Linked DNA regions of Mus musculus: all the other regions are linked to region 3. Evidence: chromatin contacts called from public HiChIP or PLAC-seq and promoter capture Hi-C data. All regions are on one chromosome and are shown on one strand. Each heading gives the region's core, a stretch centred on a gene start, on an enhancer-like site or on the middle of the called end of the contact. The rest is flanking DNA. Distances are from core to core; before and after follow the strand shown.

What was found. Promoter capture Hi-C pulls out the DNA fragments that hold promoters and counts their contacts. HiChIP or PLAC-seq counts read pairs in DNA pulled down with a chosen protein or histone mark.
Region 1: a contact with region 3 is called in a promoter capture Hi-C map of embryonic stem cells, with 3 times the contacts expected there. The contact joins the enhancer-like site here to the promoter of Map6d1 in region 3. A contact is called at or near these places in 11 of 39 promoter capture datasets (the C10 cell line, the HPC-7 cell line, cranial neural crest and 5 more), 6 of 484 Hi-C or Micro-C datasets (the G1E-ER4 cell line, cerebral cortex, embryonic stem cells and 1 more), 7 of 115 datasets of contacts at active chromatin or transcription factors (embryonic stem cells, extraembryonic endoderm stem cells, stem cell-derived neural progenitor cells and 1 more) and 3 of 9 other capture datasets (adipose tissue, embryonic stem cells and macrophages).
Region 2: an H3K27ac HiChIP or PLAC-seq map of embryonic stem cells shows a contact between it and region 3, with 12 read pairs. The contact joins the enhancer-like site here to the promoter of Map6d1 in region 3. A contact is called at or near these places in 3 of 39 promoter capture datasets (the HPC-7 cell line and embryonic stem cells), 1 of 484 Hi-C or Micro-C datasets (the G1E-ER4 cell line), 3 of 115 datasets of contacts at active chromatin or transcription factors (embryonic stem cells and extraembryonic endoderm stem cells) and 1 of 9 other capture datasets (liver).

The regions. Positions count from the first base shown.
Region 1 is chr16:20,477,361-20,481,655 of GRCm38.p6, reverse strand. No RefSeq gene overlaps it. Among named protein-coding and RNA genes, the nearest start is that of Eif2b5, 19 kb to the left of the region's middle. Within about 2 kb of position 2,920, at least 74 of the 459 cell types and tissues checked have an H3K27ac peak or open chromatin away from gene starts, as enhancers often do. A contact at or near this core is called in embryonic stem cells, extraembryonic endoderm stem cells and trophoblast stem cells, where this site is marked.
Region 2 is chr16:20,451,976-20,456,355 of GRCm38.p6, reverse strand. No RefSeq gene overlaps it. Among named protein-coding and RNA genes, the nearest start is that of Gm41432, 3.4 kb to the left of the region's middle. Within about 2 kb of position 2,290, at least 18 of the 459 cell types and tissues checked have an H3K27ac peak or open chromatin away from gene starts, as enhancers often do. A contact at or near this core is called in embryonic stem cells, where this site is marked.
Region 3 is chr16:20,238,853-20,243,386 of GRCm38.p6, reverse strand. Map6d1 (MAP6 domain containing 1) reads left to right here and starts at 2,029. Exons shown (of 3, transcript NM_198599.2): 1 at 2,029-2,453. The coding sequence starts at 2,074. It overlaps Gm49566 (a long non-coding RNA gene), which reads right to left and starts at 1,929. Exons shown (of 3, transcript XR_003951848.1): 1 at 1,634-1,929; 2 at 1,242-1,506.

The DNA of each region.
Region 1 (4,295 bases), core at 1,671-4,170, 240 kb before region 3:
CAGGAACTAACACAGAGGTGTTGCAGGTCATGATATTACAGTGTATCCAAGTTAAAAGATGCTCTGAGCCACAGAAGCATCTCTGCATTGACTTTAGAACAGTAAAAGACTATGGGGGTGTTTAAAAATTAGGTTTAATGCGTTTTTCCTTGCAAGATGGCCACAGGACAAGGGTTGAATGGTTAAGACTTAAAAAGTGGTATGTCTGGGGCTAGAGAGATGGCTTAGTGGCTAAGAGCACTGGTTGCTCTTCCAGGGGTCCTGAGTTCAAGTCCAAGCAACCACATGGTGGCTCACAACCATCTGTAATGGATCGGATGGCCTTTTTTGTGTGTCTGAAGACAGCAAAAGTGTACTCACATACATTATCTATATCTCTATCTATCTATCTATCTATCTATCTATCTAGTGGCATGTCTGGACATCAGGTTGATAAGGAATGGACTTGTGGTTGCTAAAAACATCAATTAGCAACTTGACAGAATTTAGAATCCCCTAGGTGTGGTGTTTTGAAGATGAATGTCCCCTGTAGGCTCATATATTTAAATCATTAGGGAAGGATTAGTCAGTGTGGCCTTTCTAGAGCAGTTGTGGCTTTGTTGGAGAAAGTGTGTCACTGGGGATTGGCTCTGAGGTTTCAAAAGCCCAAGCCAGGTCCAGTGTCACTCTCTCTTCTGCTGCTGCTCTTGGATGCAGATGCAGAGCTCTTGGCTACTTCTCCAGCGCTGTGCCTGCCTGTGTGCCACTAGGTTCTGCACCATGATGAGAATGGACTAAACCTTTGAAACTGTAAGGAATCCCCAATTAAATAAAGTGCTTTCTTTGATAAGAGTTGCCATGGTCATGGTGTCTCTTCACAACAGTAGAACAGTGGCATTTCTGGTTTGGGTTAGGTAAGAAGAGCAGCCCAAGGTATAGGTACCATGCTATCAAAAGAGAAGAAATGGGGGCATTGCATATGTTGTCACTGGAAGTAACCTTAGGGTCTCTTGGGTCTTTCCATAGAAAAGAATGTCATCAGAGCCCATGTAAAGCAAAGTCAAAGTTTATCAATGGCATCCAGTATAAATATGAATATTAGAAAAAAACAAGCTGCCCCGCCAAGACAAGACATCCCCAAGCATGGACATGGTTTTCCCAGAGCTGAGTCACTTTTAGGTGTTTTAAAGAAAGATTTATTTATGTGTGTAGGTGTTTGGCCTGAGTATGTGTACGCTGTTCAGCACATAACTATAGTGTCTCTACAGGCCAGAAGAGGGCACCAGATTACATAGATCTGGCGTTACAGCTAGTGCACTTTAAACTCGGATCCTGTGTGAAAACTTCAAAGGTTGAGGTTTGGTCTTTTGCTATGTATTGTAATGCTAAATACTGGCTGGCTCTGGTTGCCTCAGGCATGAAAGAATCCTCACACAGCCAAGTGATGCTGTTGTAACCTTGCTTCTTAAATTAAAACTATTGGTTGAATAAAGATGCAGAAGAGAGAGAGGATGGGGGAGGGGAGAGAAGAAGACACCATGGAGTAGGTTTGCCATGAAAACAAGGCAATGACGGCTGGCCAATTGAATTTAAGAGCAGGCCAGGGGCTGGACAGATGGCTCAGTGGTTAAGAGCACTGACTGCTCTTCCAAAGGTCCTGAGTTCAATTCCCAACAACCACATGGTGGTTTGCAACCATCTGTAATGGGATCTATGCCCTCTTCTGCTGTGTCTGAAGACAGCTACAGTGTACTCATATAAATAAAATAAATCTTAAAAAAAAGAAAATGAATTAACAAACAAACAAAAAAAGGAGCAGCCCAGATGGAACATGGTTAGTTATAAATTGTAGGGAAGTAGACACTAATATCTTAGAGGGTGGATATCTGCCCATCTCTAGTGCTTTAAAGGCTTATTATACATAATAAAAGTTGTGTGCTTTTTATCTGGGAACAGAGTGATCAAAGTGGAGTAGAACCCCCCTTTGAGATTAAATATTTACTACAACTCTTAGCTGCCGAGACACAACTGTTAGGTAATTTTACAAGAAGCATGTACAGTGACATTCCATGTTCCCATTTAACAAAGCTTGCTTAAGTGTAGCCGGCATATTCACCCTGAGTGGACTCAGGGAGCAGCTAGTGGCGGCCATAGGCAGGTACAGGGAGGACTGGAACCTTTCAAAGCTTTAATCTTTTATCAGCACTCCTGATTTTAAAAATGACGAGGGTCAATAACTCCACTCCTACTGAAAGTATAACGTAAAAACAAAATTCTAGGCCTTTAGGCCCAGGCTTGGGAATATGACCTCTGTGACTAATGCTCCAAGGTATGCTAATCATAAAACAGATAGCGACATTCATCCACCCACCCGCTTCCTGGGTTCAAAGAGTGTTCATTCAAAGAAAGTCAACCTGACCACTGCTGGAACCCGCTATGCAAATGTGCTATTGTTAGGGGCTCTTAGAAACTGTCTTGAGAGATAACCTGCACAATTACCAGGTATTCCTTGTGACTCTTGTGACTTTGCACTTCCTTGGGACTCTTAACCAACAACGCCCTCCCCACTTCCTTGAGTTGTGGTTTCTTCCTTTAAATACCCCCTTACCCAGCTACTTGGCGCGCCACGGTCCTCTACCCCTGCATGGTGTATGACCGTGGGCCCCCGAGATCACTCTTGAATAAAAATCCTCTTGCAGTTTGCAGCAAGACCATTTCTTATGAGTGATTTGGGGTGTCGCCTCTCCTGAGTCAGAACATGGGGGAGTCCTCACGTTGTGGGTCTTTCACTACCAAATGTCCTGGTAAGCCTGAGTATTGTAGGGTTTCATGGGGACCCAGACTTTTTAAATAAAGCTTCTAAGCATCTCAGCAGGACCAAGGCCACAGGCCTGCACCAGAGTGGGAAAACCAAATTTTAACTCTAAGGAATGTTAGGAATCTCCTGGTGGACCTTGGCCGGAAGTCCAACCCCAGCAGAGGAGCTATTTGTTTTTGATGACAGCTGGATCTGGGAGGATCAGTTTTCTTTAAGGGTGTAACTCCTGGTAGGTTGGCCAATTTCCAGGACTGGCCCCACACCCAACCATTTGAATAATGGAATTTGAACTAAAAAAGCTAAGAGCACAAGTTGGGTAAGGGAGGAAGGTAAAGGCAGAGGCAAGAAAAGTTGAAAGGTATAAATATGATCAAATACACTGTATAAAAATTTCAGGGAAGTCTTAAAATATTTTTAAATTGCTTCCCTCCATTTTTTACATTACTCTGAGGGTGTGCTTTACTCAAGATTGAAAGGCTTGATTGTGTTGTAGAAACTCATGGGTCAGAGAGAAGTGTTTACACGCTAGGTCACAAGTTGTCCTGAGCCTAGGTAGACACAGATAATTACTTTAGGAATCTGAGTGAAGTGTTAAAACTGAAGGTCCCATACAATTCTGGCGCTAAATAAGCACAGACTGGGTAGACATCACTGTTGTCCATCCACAGTGCTAGAAGTTTCCTGCCTCTGACTACTACCAACGGAAAATGAGCCACGCTCCAGGGTAAAGGCTCTGTGCAGGGTCGTCTTTTTTTCTTCTTCTTTTCTTTGCCTGGATTCCATGGGCTAGAGTTTTAGAATGAATAAAAAGGAGAAAGTGCGCTGATATACAGCTGCCGTTGCCACTGTTGCCACTGCCAGGCCTTCTGCTCCGTGATGGATGTACCCTCAGGGTGGGAACAACCCCCCTCTTATGTTACTTTTGTTGGGTATTTAATTACAGCAACATGAAAAGTAGCGATCAGATCACCAAGCACAGTGCCTTCTTTATTTTCTGACCAGACACCCTCATTTTTGCCCCTGAGGTCTTAGGCCTATTTTATCCTCTTTATTTGTCTCCACTGAAGTCACAGTAGGTGACATCCCAGGCAGATCTTAAATAAGACCTTGGAGGTCCAAGAATGCCCCATACTGGTTGTCTGCCGTGTGTGTGTGTGTGTGTGTGTGTGTGTGTGTGTGTGTGTGTGTGTGTGTCTGTCTGTCTGTCTGTCTAGTGTGTGTGTATGTCTGTCCCTGTGTGTGTGTGTGTGTGTGAGTGTGTGGGGCTGTCTGCCTAGTGGGGAAGGGCTGTTTGCCTAGTGTGTGTGTGTGTGGGGGGGCTATCTTCCGTGTATGTGTGAGAGAGAGAGAGAGAGCAAGCTAGAGAGCTGTCTGCCTAGTGGGGAAGGGCTGTTTGCCTAGTGTGTGTGTGTATGGGGGGCTATCTGCCGTGTATGTGTGTGTGTGTGTGTGTGTGTGTGTGTGTGTGAGAGAGAGAGAGAGAGAGAGAAAGCGAGCT
Region 2 (4,380 bases), core at 1,041-3,540, 210 kb before region 3:
AAGAAACTGTTTAGCACCCCATCATAGAACAGCAGGGGATAGGTGAAAAGATTTATTGCTGGTGCTTTTTTCTCTGGTGAGTCAGCCAAAACCTCTCTGGATAAACTGGTTAACTCTTTGTGAACCAGAGAGGAAGGAAAAGAAAAGAATTAAGATGCTTTGACAGGTGTAGTGGCTATTCCTGGTTGTCAACTTGGCTATATCTGGAATGAACTATAATCCAGAATTGGAAGGCTCACCAGTGATCCTAATCTGGAGGCTGGGAGATAGAAGTTTCTGACCTGGATCTTGGTATGGAGATCTTGAGGCATAGTAGCTCTGAATTCCAGAAGATTAAGACAGGAGTTCAAGGTCATCTGGGATTAAAGGTGTGGTGGCACACACCTTAATCTGGGCTACACCTTCTGCTGGAGACCTACATAAGGGCATTGGAAGAAGGAAGACTCTCTCTCTCCTTTGGCTGCTTGCTGTGTGGGACTGAGCAACTGCTAGATCCTTGGACTTTCATTCACAGCTGCTGCTGACCATTGTTGGGAGTTGGACTTCAGACTGTAAGTCATCAACAAATTCCTTTACTATATAGAGACTACCCTTAAGTTCTGTGACTCTAGAGAACCCTAATACAACAGGCAAATATGTATAGACACATATACATTCAAATATTCATATACCCACACTGTCCGGGCCTGACAGTCTGTCACAAGTATTCACGCATGCTTACATACACATATAACACTATATGTGTCCGGGCCTGCATGCTTACATACATACACATATGGTTACACACAAACATATAAACAAATATATACATTTGAATGGATGAATGAATGGGGCAAACCTCTCTAAGCCAAACCATTCAACCAACCACCAACCACTTTATTTTTTTTCAGTGGTCTTCTTATACTTTTTTTTTTTTTTAGTTTTTCAAGACAGGGTTTCTCTGTATCTCTGTATAGCCCTGGCTGTGCTGGAACTCAGAAGTCCATCTGCCTCTTCCTCCCGAGTGCAGGGATTAAAGGTGTGCGCCACCACGTCCGGCTTTTTTTTTAGATTTATTTTTATATGTATATATATATATACACACACACATATATATATATACATATATAAAATGTATAATACATATATATGTGTATGTATATGTATATACACACATATAAAATGTATTTATTTATATATATATACACACACACATATATACATATATAAAATTTATAATACATATATACACACATATATACATATGTATATACATATACATACATGTATATATGTGTATATACATATATATGTATAATTATAATACATATATACACATATAAAATTTATTTTTATATGTATATATAATAACAACTATATATAATTATATTATATAGTACTATTACATATATATATATTATTATATGTAAGCACACTGTAGCTGTCTTCAGACACTCCAGAAGAGGGCATCAGATCTCCTTATGGATAGTTGTGAACCACCATGTGGTTGCTGGGATTTAAACTCCTTCAGCACGCCTTTAATCCCAGCACTCGGGAGGCAGAGGCAGGTGGATCTCTTGAGTTCTGAGTTCGAGGCCAGCCTGGTCTACAAAGTGAGTTCCAGGACAGCCAGGGCAATACAGAGAAACCCTGTCTTGAAAAAAAACAAAAAAACAAAAAAACAAAACAAAAAAAAAAAAAAAAACTCCTTCAGAAGAGCAATTGGGTGCTCTTACCGGCTGAGCCATCTCACCAGCCCTTCTTAAATCTTCTTAGACAAATATTTCTTTAGATAATTAACTCAGAGATAAAATGTTGTGGGTGGGCCTGGTGCTGTTTGTATGCTAATTCCACTCTCCTGGGAGGGGTTTTGGACAAGGAGTGAGTCACATGTACACAGATGGCTTCTTGTGAACCAATCCCCTAATGAATAAAGGAGCCAATTACTGGGCGAGTAGGAGGGACTTCTGGGTTAGCAGGAGGAAGCAGGAGAAAGTTAGGCCTTTTTGGAATGGGGAAGGCATGAGACTAAGTTGTAGCTGCTAGAGTTTCCCAGAATCATGGCTGATCCACAAGGATTTGCCACTGGAGGAATCAGATTTTAATAAGATTTACAAGATTAGGATTTAGTTGTTGCGCCCAGAGATTGAGTTACCGTCGTTTCTGAACTAAGTTTGTGTTGCGTTTTCCTTCATGTGGTGGCTTGTTTGGGTTCAAAAGAGAAAGGTAGGATGGCAAAGCATGGGTTTGCCTAAGGTACACCACAAAGGCCATGGGGGAGGTGTGGTAGTGACCTGTCAGTGGGTACCTAGCAAGTTGAGTGGAGACCTTTCCGGAGCTCCGGGCCAGAGAGTCTCCATGAGATAAAAACAGGCTGGCCATTGCCTGCCAGTGCCTCTGGGGCAGAGGCACAAGTGTGGGTACGTGCCGGGTTGTTTTTTTTTAATATTTATGGCATCAATAAAATGTTACATAGAATGGGAGTTACAGAAGAACGTTGATATTAAGTTCAATGCTCATTATAAGTTCAAAGCAACTGTTTTTACATGGCCGTGCGTTATCATAGTGCACACTTGTGACCTTTATCCTTAGGTCTAAAAGTTTTTTCCTTGAACACAAAATTGTCCAAAGACTATTTCTCTTTTTAGTGTGATTATGAAAGTTCATTGTATTTCTTATTATGCAGCCTTTACTTACTATTCTGATGAGTGGGCACATTCTATTCTAGATTCTAACTTTATTATATCTTTCTAGCAACTAAGTCCATCTCTAAAAACTTCCTTCCTAAAATTATTTGAATCAAATCAGGAATTCTATAGAATTATTATCTATTTGTCTATATAGCACCACTACAAGATATCTTCATTGTTCTGTAAAGATCTGCTCAAAGGGGTGGGCTAATACTTAGTGATAGTTATATATTTAATAATAATAGGAGAAGCATATTAGTAGCAGGAGTCCTTCCTAAAATGAATTTCTCATGAGCCTTGCCTATCAGAGCAAATCTGTTGTGGATTCTAATCCAAGTTGGACTCATCTCAGGAAAATCACCTGTTAGTTATTAGCTTCTCCTATGATGGCTCTTGACAAACAAACCAGAATAGGGCAAAAACAAACAGAAGAAAAAGAGCCAAAGAAAAAACACAAGAAACACATTTAGACACAAAGACACACATGTTCACACTCACAGAACTCCTATAAAACACAACACTGGAAACCATCATATATATGAAAAAGACATGTAAGGAAGTCTAGACAAAGCATTATGAGACCAGGAACCTCCAAAAATACCAATAAGTTTGTTTTATGTTGGCCATCTGCTGCTGGGACTTCCCTTAAGTGCAGTTTGTGTACCTAATGGGACTCCATTAGAGAAAACTAATTTTTCCTTTGTGAACAGTTAGCTTCTGGGTTAGGAATGAGGTTTGTGTCCATTCTCTCGGCATTGGGGTCTCATCTGTGTCTGACCCATCAGGACCCTATACCACATCCTCTGTGAGTCAGAAGGTATCTTAAGTGTTCAGCCTCATTTTATCTTCTCCTTTCTTATTCATCTCTTCCTTTTTCTCAAATTCTTATCCCTTCTTCATTTAACTATAATATCCCATAGCTCTAATAATTTCTAACATCCGTGGATCCTAAAGTATCCAGACTTCTAGTTACTTTAACCACTTCAATCTTTTTCTTATAAACATTGATAGAGTACTTAGCCCTTATCCTTATCCACCCTATTGTTCTCCCAATCCTAACCTTATTCACTGAGAGCTGAGCACACTCTAACCTAAACAAAAATTCTTTGTTGTTTGTCCTCCAACAATTATTGAAGCTAAATTTACTAACTGGTATGATACTCGAATAGAGATAATACCAAGCACATGGGATGAAACCTTACTCAGAGAATAAATGTGTTTACACCAAGCACCCTAAGCTTTTGGACTGAGGATTCATTCTCTCTCTCTCTCTCTCTCTCTCTCTCTCTCTCTCTCTCTCTCTCTCTCTCATACTTAAAAATTATTTATGTGTATGTGTGTGTATATGCTTACATATTGGTTCATGTTGCAGGCCGACCAGCAGCTCCCGAGGAACGGTACAACTGAGATGGCAGCTCGAGGTGAAAGAGAGGAACTAGACAGACGGAAGAAAGAACGGAGCCAAGTCAAAGTGGACTCTGATCAAAGCTCAATTTTACTATTCCAACACGCAGTTATGAAGGAGGGGAAGGGGGGGCCGATTCCCGCCAAATAATCCTGGAGTCCAGTAGCAGGGTGACCACGTGTATGGCTCCAGAACAGCAAAGCAGCAGGTTCCAGCAGTGGGCGTGGCAGAACGATTGAGGGGCAAGCTCCATCCAGATGTAAACAGTGGAACCATTAAGGCTGGGGGAGGGAAGGCTACAGGTTC
Region 3 (4,534 bases), core at 780-3,279:
TTTGTCTTCTGAAAAAGAAAAGAACAGGAGGAGGAGGAGGAGAAGAGGGGAAAAAAGAAAAAAATTCCTCTTTCCCTAGTGGGAAAGTATTTTGGATGTATACAAAAGGTTCCTTGAGAAAAACAACCTTATATGATTAAAAGGTTGCTCCTTCCCTTCTGTGAAACAGTATAGTGTAAAAACAAACAAACAAACAAACAAACAAAAAACCAAAAAAAAAAAACCAAAAACCCAAAAAAAACCCCCAAAAACCAAATAAACAAAACAAAACAACAACAACAAAAAGCCTGGCGTGGTGGCGTACGCCTTTAATCCCAGCACTAGGGAGGCAGAGGCAGGCAGATTTCTGAGTTCGAGGCCAGCCTGGTCTACAAAGTGAGTTCCAGGACAGCCAGGGCTATACTGAGAAACCCTGTTTTGAAAAACCAAAAACCAAAACAAAACAAAAACCAAAAACAAAACAAGCAACCAAACCAACAGCCCACCCTACCCTGAAAGTAAAACCTGCTCACCTTGCACCTGAAATGATGTGATTTCTGCCTTTTGACTTAAAGCCCCTGTCCTGCAGTGCTTCCATACCAAGAGCCCATCCGAGGCACTAGCCCACTCACTCTTCATCACCAGCTAATTAAAGGACTTGCTGTACCCTTAACTGTTTTAGCAAGAGTGGTGATCTGTGACTTTCTCCCCTGGACTATTTCATAACCATTAACCTTCATTTGCCAGGCTGACTAACCCAAAGCTCAGCTCCACTTCACAAAGTCAGTTGGCTCTGGCTGAGAGAAGACTTTGTGTGTGTGTGTGAGTGGTGGTGGTGGTGGTGGGGTCCACATAATCTTAGTTAGGGTTTTACTGCTGTGAACAGACACCATGACCGAGGCAACTCTTATAAGGACATTTCATTAGGGATGGCTTACAGGTTCAGTCCATTATCATCAAGGTGGGGGCGTGGCAGTGCCCAGGCAGGCATGGTGCAGGCAGAGCTGAGAGTTCTACATCTTCATCTAAAGGCCACTAGGAGAAGATTGGCTCCCACATGGTTAGGAGGAGGGTCTCATTGTCCACCCTGAACAGTGACACACTTCCTCCAACAAGGCCACACCTATTCCAACAAAGTTACACCTCTTAATAGTGGCACTCCCTGGGCCAAACATATTCTAACTACCATACCCATGAATGCACCTTCAGTAAAGGTTTTCCCAACTCCAGACTTAACTGTCAGTATGGGGTCATAGCCAGACCTGGGGTGTTAACCAGCAATGGTATGTCACTCCAGTACAACTTGCAGCTAATGAAGTTGAGGAAGATGAGCTGACCAATGGGCCCAGACTGGGCAGTCCTCCTAGGTGCAGACTGGATGCTTCTCAGGTTCAGCCAGAAGTTGTAACTACCACCACTTCCATGGTTGCAGGTCTGAGTGCATGCAGGATACACTTGGGAAGCCCTTGGAGGGCAGCTGGATGTTTTCTGTATTTAACTGACCTTCATTCAGGCTGGATTATAGCCCTGCAATGGAACGAGCATACATGCACATCAGGGAAAGGAAACCAGTTTGGGGGTTGTAATTACAACCCAGGGAAAGGACGATTGGGAGCTTATGACAGTTCTTAAGGAAAACCGGGTTAGTTGTTACCCATTTATAACAGCACAGTAAACAGCAAATGGAGATTCACGAGCTGACATGGCCCTAAGTTCTCACTTGCATCACCTTCCTGGTTGCCTCCACCCTTTCCACTCTGGGTGGTCGCTGAGTCCGCTAGGCACAGTTTAAATCTATTTTGCAGCCACCCGTGTCCACAAATGCCAACAGAGTTCTCTGGTCCTGCCGCCAGAGCCTTCTTGATGGATTGATTGTTCCTTAAAAAAAAAAAAAAAAAAAGTAGCAGGCTTAGTGACGGTGAGGAAATGCCTCCTTCCGACCTCGCTCTCGATGAAGCCCAGGTCTGATTTCTGAGCTCACATTGGGGGAACTCTGGGTTTAGGACTGCCCGCAGGCCGTCCTTGCGGGGCTCAGGGTTGCGCGGGGGCAGTGGGGTAGTGCGCGCGCGCGGCGCAGGCGCGCGGCCGAGCGGCATGGCGTGGCCCTGCATCAGCCGGCTGTGCTGCCTGGCCCGGCGATGGAACCAGCTGGACCGCTCGGACGTAGCGGTGCCGCTGACTCTGCATGGTTACTCGGACCCCGGGAGCGAGGAGTCGGGCGCAGACTGCAGCGTCTCGCGCGGGAACCCGTCGGTCGCAGGCGCGCGGGAGTCCAGCCGCGCTGTGCCGCTCACCCAGTACCAGCGCGATTTCGGTGTGCGAACCGCGCGCGCCGGGTCCCGGGATGCGGCTCAAGAGCGCCCATCGGGGCCGGGCGGCCGCAGAGGCCAGTCCTCGGCGCCCCCCACCCGGACGGTCTACGTGCTGCCGGTCGGGGACGCGGACGCAGCTGTAGTAGCGACCACGTCTTATAGGTGGGTAGCTGGCTGCGGCAGAGGAATGCTTCGAATCTGGACCTGCGGTGGGAGGAAACGGAGCCCCGAAACGGGGTGGGGGCGGGGAGAGCACGAAGGCTGAATACCACAGGATCTGGAGAGTGACAGGGGAGCTTCGGGGTCATCTTTGGTCTCCTGACACTGCAGGCATCGCCTTGTGTTCCCAATTGCTCCCTACCCTGGGATCCAGGATGAGCGCACCTCGTAAGAGAGCACCCCTCCCTCGATTTGATTCCTCCTCCTTCGGTCTCAGATTGTTCTTTTTTAACTTCTGTGGGGTGAGCAAAGAGGGCGGTGCACAGCCCCTCATCCCACGCCCCACGCCGTGCCCAGGGCCAGTGCCTGCGCTGTTCAAGATCCCACAGAAGGAAGGTCCTTTGCACCCTTAACAGCTTTGGACAACTGAGGACTTCTTGCCTCTTCTTTCTACATAGAAGAGTAATGAATGCTCATAATGGGGGAATTAGAAATAAAAATAACAAATTCTGCCTTAACACCCTCACGCCTCCCCTCCCAAACAGATGGATCTTCCTAATTCTTAGTATACAATGAATGCATACACATTCAGTTTCCTCCACGATCTTATTCTTGCTGTTGCGATGTTTTAAAATATTTAATATATATTAGTGTGGAGAGGGGGGCGAGAGGAGGGGCGAGCAGATCAGAAGACAACTTTAGAAAGTCACTCCTCTTCCCCTTCTGCCATGGATTCCAGGGATCCATCTCTCGGATTGTCAGGCTCACACATTATAACTCCATTACTTTTTTTTTTTTTAACTTAATGTAATGTTTGACCATAGATAGATGTTCTGAATGTTAATAACTGTAATGTATGTTAGCCCTTTGTTAGGCATATAGCCACAGGCATAAGCCCCCCACCCCCCCTTTTTTTTTTGGTCTCATCTGTGATGCCTTGTTTGGGACTATTTAAAACACCACTCCATATTTATTACAGGTGTTTGAATATTTTAGGAATTTTGTTGTCTAGATTCCTTGAAGGTGGGATGGGAGCTCAGGACTAAAAAGGTCCATAGGGCTGGAGAGGTGGCTCAGTGATTAAGAGAGTGCACTGCTCTTCCATGGGATGGGAGTTCAGTTCCAGCACTCAAGCCAGGCATCTCACAATTGTCTCTTAACTTCAAGGCTCTGGGGTATCCACACTCACTGCACATATCCACACTCAAGATACCCACACATACACATAACTAAAAAGAAAACTTAAAACATAATAAAAATGGCACATGGAGACACTGTACAGATAGATGGTCACAGCCCTGCTGTCCTGATATTGGGGATGCACTAGTTATGGGTCTGTCATAGGGTGGGACACTGAAGCCCTGCAGGTACAGATGGTGAATCTCAAACACACACACACATGTCAAAGGGGGCCAAAGTGCAGGACAGGTTCCACCTTAAGACTCTGTTCCTTAAGGTACTTAATGGGTGTGTGTGGTGCAGGGCAAGGCCTTGTGTTCGTGGACTCAAGTGGAGCTGTCTGGCATTGCTGGTGGCAGGGCAGGCAGGCAGGCTTACTGACTGCCAATGTAGGAACCTGAATCCCCTGCAGGAGAGGTCTGAATGTTCACGGTCCTTCCAGTGGTCCTGCCTGCGCATGACTCTGCAATGGCTTGAGAATCTAGCCGTCAAACAACTGGTTGGGCTTGCAGGGAAGACAGGAAGCCACCTTTCATAACTAGTGGCGTGGGGATGTTGGTACAAGCCCCTCTTCATAAGGGATATTCCAGAAAATCATGGCTGGTTATGAGAAGCTGTTTTACCCACATGGAGCCAATGGCCCGCTGAATGTCCTTGTAGGGTCCCCCAAGCTCTGTTGATGGTAAGGTGTTGGCTACTGCTTTCCCCTTAACATGATGGTTCTTGCTATTCCTCTACAAATGAGAAATTGAGCTAGTAGTTCAAAACACATGGCTCTGAACAGCACAGAAAGGAGTGGGACTCAAGCACCAATTCTGTAGTCCTTCCCTAAAATGGTTTATACAGATCGTCGTTGGCCACCTCCTCGGAGACAGTTTCTCAAATTGAGTCTTGAAGTCAGCCAT